Linked DNA regions of Mus musculus: region 1 is linked to region 2. Evidence: chromatin contacts called from public promoter capture Hi-C data. All regions are on one chromosome and are shown on one strand. The core of a region is the stretch at or near the end of the contact, and the rest is flanking DNA. Distances in the headings are between cores, read along the strand shown.

Evidence for each region. Promoter capture Hi-C pulls out the DNA fragments that hold promoters and counts their contacts.
Region 1: a contact with region 2 is called in a promoter capture Hi-C map of pre-B cells, with 6 times the contacts expected there. The contact joins the promoter of Ccdc12 here to the promoter of 4930535L15Rik in region 2. A contact is called at or near these places in 2 of 39 promoter capture datasets (cranial neural crest and pre-B cells).

Annotation. Positions count from the first base shown.
Region 1 is chr9:110,653,928-110,658,337 of GRCm38.p6, reverse strand. Ccdc12 (coiled-coil domain containing 12) reads right to left here and starts at 1,835. Exons shown (of 7, transcript NM_028312.3): 1 at 1,680-1,835. The coding sequence starts at 1,775. Nbeal2 (neurobeachin-like 2) reads left to right here and starts at 4,177. Exons shown (of 54, transcript NM_183276.2): 1 at 4,177-4,410. The coding sequence starts at 4,391.
Region 2 is chr9:108,000,343-108,004,500 of GRCm38.p6, reverse strand. 4930535L15Rik (RIKEN cDNA 4930535L15 gene) reads left to right here and starts at 2,082. Exons shown (of 4, transcript NR_166685.1): 1 at 2,082-2,225. Ip6k1 (inositol hexaphosphate kinase 1) reads right to left here and starts at 1,853. Exons shown (of 6, transcript NM_013785.2): 1 at 1,679-1,853.

The DNA of each region.
Region 1 (4,410 bases), core at 586-3,085, 2.7 Mb before region 2:
CAAACAGGAAAACTCATTCCAAAATTCAGATAGAATCTTTTTTGTTTTGTTCTTTTGAGACAGGATTCCTTTCAATGTGTCTCCAAGGCTGGACACCAATCCTCCTGCCTGAGTCTCTCAAGTGCTGGGACAACAAGCACGCACCACCGCCCCTAGCTTCACGTGGAATCTTAAGGGGAACCTCAATAGCCAAAACAACCTGGAGAAGGAGCTAAGGTACACCATTTAGACTAATTTCAGAACTTACTGCAGGCTGGGTGTGGTGGAACAAGCCTCAATCCCAACACTTGGTAGGCAGAGGCAGGAGGATCTACAGGGCTTGTTGGCTGCCAGCGTAGCCTAAACAACCAACCGACCAACCAACCACAAGCTTCCGGCTCCTGGAGAGAACCTGCCTCAAGAGTATCAGAGAGAGTGACAGATGAGGATGAGAGCCAAGCCTGCGCCTCCCTGGGTCTGAAGGGCAGGAGGGTAGTCATCTGATGGGTCTCTAGGCTGCCAAGGAAAGCAGAAGCCTGCTGGGCCAGCGGTCGGTCGCTCTCACTACTTCCCTTTCGCTTTCTCATAGTATGCTACAAGGTAGGCAGCTATTCCGAAAGGAAAACAAAGCCAACCGAGACTGACCAATCTCGGTTTTTTTTTTTTTTTTTTTTTTTTTTGTTTAGTAAGTCGGAAGTGGAGTCTCTGATTTCCTCCACCTCTGCCAAATGTTTTTTGTTGTTGTTGAATGAGGGACACCGTTTTTTGTTTGTTTGTTTGGTTGGTTGGTTTTGTTTTGTTTTTTTGCCTATGTAACAAAGAGCCAACATCTTCCAGCTTCCCATGCTGATGTTCTCAAAAGAACTTCAATAGCCAAAAAAAAATGGTCTTGAGAAGGAACTAGGTACACGACTTAAGACTAATTTCAAAACTTACTGCAGGTCAGGTGTGGTGAAACAAGCCTCAATCACTGATTTTCCCTATTATATGGCAAAATAACCCACAAAAGTGACTGTGTTATTTATTCCTCTACTGGAGAAGTGAAAACACAAACACAAAAACAAACAAACAGGCTTAGGAACATGAAACAATTTGTCCTAAGTCTCACCGTGTCGAAAGACACAGCCAAAATCTGCACACAAGTAGTGAATTTCATTTCTTTGGAAAGACCAGCAAGTAAGGATGAATCCAGACCATATTTCGGTGGCTACCGAAAGGAAGGAAAAGTGTTTTTCGAATCTGGCAACTAATAGGACTAGTAAGCCAAGACGGGAAAGAAACGGCAGCCTTCTTTCCCTGCAGTCCACCCAGAAAGGTCACTAGCTGTCCTACCCAAGGGAGCCCTGGTGGTAGGTGTTGGAAGGCACGGCCAATGGGGCCAATCAAAAACTTAAACAAACAAATAAACAAAAAAACCGCCGAGCCCAACAAACATGTAGTTAAAAGCCGGCCTTGCAACAACTACCATGATGGATAAAATATCTGGGTTGTCGCCCGAAAACGACTTCCTAAGGCGCACGCGCGAGCTCCGCCCCTGCACTCAAGAAACGAGCCTATCTCAGAGGTCAGCGCCGTCCCACTGCGCATGCGCTACGCGCACGCGCACTTTGGCTTCAGTGGTTCCCTGGTAATCCTCCGCCTTCCCACTGGCCCAGAGCACTGGCCGCCATACCCGCAGCTCTCACTCCACCGTGCCTCACCTTGCGCCCGGTTTTCTCCCGGAGGGCCTTCAGCCGTTCTTTCCGCCGCAGCGCCTCTTCCTCTAGGCGGCCCACACCGGCAGGAGCAGCCGCCATCTTTTCGGAGGCCCCCACCTCCTTTTCACTTCTGCCTCGCGCAGGCTCAGTGAGCAGGAGAATGTCTTACGGCCAATCCAAGGGAGACAATGGAGAGCCGGAAGCCCTGAGAACCAATCAATGCTGAGTTGATACAAAAGTCCACGCCCCTTGATCTGGAGCACCTGTACAGCGAGTGAGCCGGCTGGGTTGTGGGCAAAGGCGTTAAGATTCGATTTGTCCGACACTTAATTTGTGAGAAAGCAAATAGAATCAGACCTGAGAGGAAGAGAATAGAGAGAGTCGATTGCTCTGGTTTTGCCTAACCACCACCCACCTCTCCTAACTGCCCTCTTGGAATATTTAGCCATCCTTATCCACTTGTGCCAATTCTTCAAGAGCGAATGCCTTGAGAAACATTCCCTGAGCCGGGTGAGGTGGTGCACGTTTGTAATTCCAGCACTTCAGAGGCTGAGGCATCAAAATTATGGGGTCGGGTTCAGTCTGGGCTACGTAAGATAACCTTGTCTTAACGCACCACTACCAGACAAACACCCAGAAACCTTCCTTGGCCACTCTCATTCCCAACTCACTCTGAGGTCAGCCTCTCCCTTCTCTACAGAGTGCCAGTGGCAGCTTGCACTCACTCGCCTGATGAGTTGTTGCGCATAAGCCTTGCTATCCACTCTCTGGCTCCAGAACTGCTGAGTTCGAGGCCTGGCTACATGGCCTTTTCCTTTGAACTCAAGAATGATCTCGCATCTCTTTCGGGAGCTGCAGCATAATCAGAGTCAGGCTACCTTACCTGCTTAAAAGCAAATAGCAGCCGGGCGTGGTGGCGCACGCCTTTAATCCTGGCACTTGGGAGGCAGAGGCAGGCAGATTTCTGAGTTCGAGGCCAGCCTGGTCTACAAAGTGAGTTCCAGGATAGCCAGGGCTATACAGGGAAACCCTGTCTCGAAAAACAAACAAACAACAACAAAAAAAAGAGCAAACAGCAACCAGGGCCGAATAAGTGCCACTGAATTACTCTCTCCTCCCAGTATAAAAAGAGGTTGACGGAGCCGGGCGTGGTGGCGCACGACTTTAATCCCGGCACTTGAGAGGCAGAGGCAGGTGGATGGATTTCTGAGTTGGAGTCCAGCCTGGTTTCCAAAGCGAATTCCAGGATAGTCAGGACTACATGGAGAAATCTTGTCTCACAAAACAAAAGGAGAAGAAGGAGTTTGACTGCGGCAGATGGTCACAGATGCGTTTGCTTCTTTTCTTCTCCTCCTCCTCTTCCAGGAGATGGCAAGCCCATGAGCAACGTGGCTCCCTGTCTGGGGCTTCTGTTATAAAGCTGGCCCAAAGGAGAATGATCTTCCCTAACAGCTCCCTTCAAATGTCACCGTTTCCTAAGCTCGGTGTTATCCTGGGTTAACCTGGTTCTGTCTGGGACCTTCCCTTACAGTAGGAGACGGGGTGGCTGCCAGCCCCTGGCATAGAGGGTATCTGTGCTCAGGAAAGGTAAGCTCATACTAAGATGCATAGGGCGCTTCATACTGATCGATCCCTAGGACCAATAGGAGCCATCTGGACCTAGCAAACTTTCCCCTACCCCTAACAAAGAAGCTGGTTCCCACCCAACACCAGGGGCTCCCTCACTTCACAGTCCAGTCACAAGGAAAGGACAGACAGGGTGTTGGTGACAGTGGCCCAGAAATGACTCAGCCAGGCCTAGATCCCTTGTTCCTGCTGTCCCTGCAATTCTCATTTGGCTTGTCTGAGCCTCAGTTTCTTCATTCATTAAAGCCGGCATGAGGCACCCACCTCCTTCAGGCCAAAGGAACAAAAAATGACTGACAAGTGCCGGGCCCTGGGAGGAGGGGCTCCCAGCAATGGAGCACCTGGGCAGGATTCCTAGAGGGAGTGGGCTACTGTATGTATCCTAAACTTGGTAAGGACGCCGCTCCTCTGCAGGTAGGTTTGTCCTGCAGTCGACTGATGATTCCTTCCATCCAGCTCAACACTAGGCGAAACTAAAAGGTAGCACTTGTCTTCCATAAAGCTCTTAAAACAGAACCTTGCACGTAGTTAGTGCCACAAGTGTTCGTCATGGGCGAGGTTATTATTAGTATTGTTGAAGGACCCTAGTCATCTCCACGCGAACCACAGTCCTTTCATTGAACAGCGATAATTCCAAGCCCGATAGGTTCTGTACTCGGGTTAAAGCCTTTACGGGCCCCTCACTGGGGAGGATGGAAATAATCCTGCCAGTGGCTCTGAATGGACTCCGCCTGCGAGAGGCGGAGCTCCATGCGACCTCCCGGGCCGCCCTGACCCCAGGCTCCTCCTCCAGCCTGACTTCCCCGCCCTTTGGACAGTCCTAGGAGAGGCGGGGCGGTGGCCGCTGCCACAGACAACCAAGTGTAGGAAGCCAGGCGGTGGCCGGCCGGGAGGAGGAGGAGGGGCGTGTAGACTTTGGTGGCTAAGTGCGACAGGGTCAGGAGCCGCGGACTTCCCCCAGCAGTGTAGCGCCGCTCCGCCCCGGAGTGACGCCCTCCCGCCCATGGGCCTGGCCCGGGGCAACCGGCGGGCGGCGCGGAGGAGGCGGCGACAGGTGGCGCGCAGCAGGGCCAGAGCCCGGTCAGGCCATGGCCGCCTCGGAGCGGCT
Region 2 (4,158 bases), core at 833-3,332:
GCTGTATTCATATTCATGAGCTAATAAAAGCATTATAAGAGTGAAAAGTTCTCCTGTATTTTTATTTTCTTGGGACAGCAGTCCTAAGATAGGCTTAGACCAAGGAGAAACTTTAATGGGCACTTGAACTCCCTAAGACTGTACACATTAGTCAATGCTGCCAACTTGATTAATAGTCTCCTTCTATATCACTAAGAAATCCAATACCCAAAATGAAGTAAGAGGATTAGAGTTTGCTATTTTAGCAGAAAAGAGCAAAAATGTAAGTAACCCTGTGGATCATTTAATCCCCCCAGCCCCCCCAAAGAAGCATTAGGAGCTGGTCGTGGGGCAATTCAGACTTTAGCATCTCTCTCCCTTAATAACTATCCAAGAAACTTATTTCACCAAGGCTAAAATTTTATTAGTCATTCAAAAGATGAAAGGGCAATGAAATGCATAAATACTACTCAAGTCCCCTCTCCTCACAACTTGCTGCCTCGGCCGGCTGCATTCAGCCCAGTCTCCCAAAGGTATCATCTCCAGCCCAGGGTGCTGGTTTCTCCCAAAATTAAACGTTCAGAGGAGGCATGATCCTAACAGACATTACGAGCACACCTCCTGCTTGGCCTCCTTAATCGTCTTTTGTGGGTTTCATATGACGACAACATACAAGACACCTGTGTGGCGAACCTAAGGGACCCTGGGTAAAAATGTGATTTACAGCAGCCAGGACCCTTTCTAGAGCTGCATACTCTTTTGGGGATTGCCAGCCCCGCCTCCATCTTGACTCTAAGCTTGACTCGCTGTTTTCATCAAGCATCAACAGCTTTCAGCTCTGCTTTTGTCTGCAGACAGGGTCTTGCTAGGTAGCTCTGCCTGGCCCGCCCGCAACCCATGGCAATCCTCCTCCTTCAGCCTAGTGCATGAGCTCCCATACCCTAGTTCAGTTTTTGTTTTTAATAGTCCCAACACTCCTACGTCTCCTAACGGACTGTCTCTTTAAGAGACAAAATTAATCAAATCATCATCATCCTTATCCTCCTAAACCACATACTCCAAGTCGAGCACCAAACAACTTATACCCCAAATAAAACTCTGCCACTGTGGACATTTAGCTAGGTTCTTCAAGAAGCAGTAAACAGTGAGCCCTGAAGAGCACGGAAGACGCCGAGGGATCTCGGTGATGCCAGGCAGAGGATCATAGCCCTACCAAAAGCACAGGGCCCCGATACCACCCTCCTTGGCTCAGAAGGCATTTTAGGCCTGTTTCGTCTCATCTTAGTCTCAAGCGGCCTGAAAATTTACTCGCAGGAGTATGAAATCTTAAGAGCGACGTAACGTTTATCGCTGATTTGGAGGAACGTTACGGCCGGGAGAACGAGCTGGCAGCAACCACGTCTCAGCACGCCGGCTCTCAGGCACCCAGGGATTCGGTCTGAAAGGCAGGTTTCCCGGTACCCCGCCGGCCGGTCCCAGGGCTCAGGGCTCTCCGACCTCCACCCGGGCTGCCCACCCAGCCTCCGTGTCAACATCTGGGAGGCTCGGCGGAAGGCCAACCAGGATGCTGGAATGATGTTCCAGTGATGCTCGCCCCAAGTCCCGACCCTACCTACGCGCGCCAGCAACAACCCCGCGCCCGCCGCCACCCTCGCCGTGGGTGTCGGGCGGGTCTTTTGGCCCGACTCCTGTCACTCACCGGCCCGACTCGGGCAGCGGGCGCCCAAGGCTCCCCACGGGAGCTGGGCCCCCCGGGCCTCCAGGTCTCGGCCCGCCCCCCTGGCAGGCGGCGCTGGTGGCTGAGCCCCGCAGCAGCGGCCCCTCACCGGCCGCTCGGTCCAGCTCCTGGCGCTGCCCACTGGGTACGGATCAACAACAAGATGGCGGCCAGCCGAGGGGGCGGGGGCCGGGCGTCATAGTAACCAAGGACAGCAAAGAACCCGCCCCTAACTGAGGTTATCTCCAATCAATAGCCTCTTCTTGGGACGCCTGAAGGAGTTCTTCGCGTTGATTCGTCAACTGTTCCGTCAGTCAGGGCGTGCCTCTCGTGCAGAATGCCTGGGGCACGTGACTGTGACGGCAGGAATTGACGCATGCGCGCCATTCTCAGGTTTGCTAGCAGTGGAGCTTTTAGCAGCGATGGGGGTGATGCTGGAGAGCCCTTCGTTTTCTCACCTGCGCAATCGTTTCGGTTTTGAGCTGGCAGCGTTTATCATCCTCTCGCACACACTTAGGGAATGTCATAGGTACGGTATTTGCTTTGTCCCCTGCCTCTGTGCTTGGGATCGTCCCTAGTTAACTGGTGAGGAAACTGAGGCGCAGAAAAGAGCCTGAGCCAAGGTCACACAGTCTTAGGAAGTGGTGGCGATGGGTCCTTCTACTCTTCTAGCTCCGGAGTTAGTGTTTTCTAAGCGTCTCCCAGCGTTGTCTCTCACCAGTCCCGAGGCACAGCCGTCTGTGCTACCTCTTCGATTTCGGCTTCCCCTTTCCCCGGCTTATTTTGCATAAGAATTCAATCTGCAACCAGCTCAAGTCTCAGCACATAGTGATCGCTCTTATTTGCCTCAGAGCACCGTTAAGTTCCTGTGACACAGTGTCTTTTTGCCCTTGGCTATCATGATCTATCTCCAAGGCAAACTATGAGTCCGAAAATGACCATCCCTTGTTCTCCATAAGTAGACACCTAACCCGGGGCTTTTGGCTTCAAGGTTAGGATACATCACAGCACCTGGTCCCACACCAAAACGCCCTAACTCTGAGAACTTTGAGCTTTAGCTTCTCTTTAGTTGCTCTGTCTATAAAATGAAGATGAACAAGAAACAGACTTAATAAGCTCTTAGAGTAAGCCAAGTACTCAGGAAAAAACACTTATAGCCGCTCAGGCTGCTGAAACTGAAGTCTCTAACACTCTTCTTTTGATAGACACCCCATTAAGAGAGATGGTTCAGTGGTTAAGAGTACTTGCTGTTCTCACAGAGAACCTGGGTTCTGTTCCTAGCACCCACATCACCCAGCTCAAAGCTTTATGGGGGGTCTAACACCCTCTTCATGGGCACCAGCACACATGTGGCATATATTCATACAGACACACATACATATAAAACTAATTTTTAGAGTTTTTCTTAGGCAGAGCATGGCAGTATACACCTTCAATCTCTTGAGGGGCAGAAGCAAGCCAATCTCTTGACTTTGAGGATAGCCTGGTCTACATAGTGTGTTCTAGGCCAGCCAGGGCTACATCATGAGACCCTGACTCTAAAATAATAAAGCCCAGGTCATTTTTCCCCTCACAGAGGGCATTCATATTCTTCCTGGACTTAGGGTGCCATAACTGCTCCAAAATGGAGATTATCCAATTTTCTGATAGGGTTTAGGCCCACAGAGCTGACAGGAGAGGAACGACTGAGATAACTTGAAAATAGCTGGGCCATGGTGGCTCACGCCTTTAGGCACAGCACTTGGGAGGCAGAGGCAGGTAGATCTCTGAGTTTGAGGCCAGCCTGGTCTACAGAGCAGGTTCTAGGACAGTCAGGGCTACACAGAGAAATCCTGCCTTGCAAAACGAGAGAGAGAGAGAGAGAGAGAGAGAGAGAGAGAGAGAGAGAACTTGAAGCTAATACGGTTAAGCATACCCTCTATTCAGACAATAGGATCTCTTGGAGATAAACATGACGCCAGGTTGAGCATGGTGTCAGCACTGCACACAGTAAAATCTGTTCTCCAGGCTGTCACAAAACCCCTGGCTATGTGCAACAACTTAGATTCACACAGGAAGAGCTAAGCAATAGAGACTCAGAGGAAACAGATACAAAGCCAGGGGCTCAGCATCAGAAAGAGGCTTTCAGTAATCCAGGAACCAGGAACAGCTAAGCACAGATTCTCTGCTCCTTCCCAACAAAACCTCTCCACACAGTTGGCAGGCTGTCAATGAGGGCTGCTGGGACCCTCAAAACCCAGCAATGTTGAGCGGCCGAGAGAGCCCCAAAATCTGCAGTATATTTTAAGAAAAGTAAAAGCTAGGCAAGATGACCCTCACCTGTCATCCCAGTGCTGGAGAGGGGAGGACAGGCAGATCCTGGGCTTCACCATCATCCAGCCTAGGCCACTCTGTGTAGCCTACACTATCTCAACGTAGGGAGGGGACATGATATCTGAGTTTGTACTCTGTGTGTACACAAA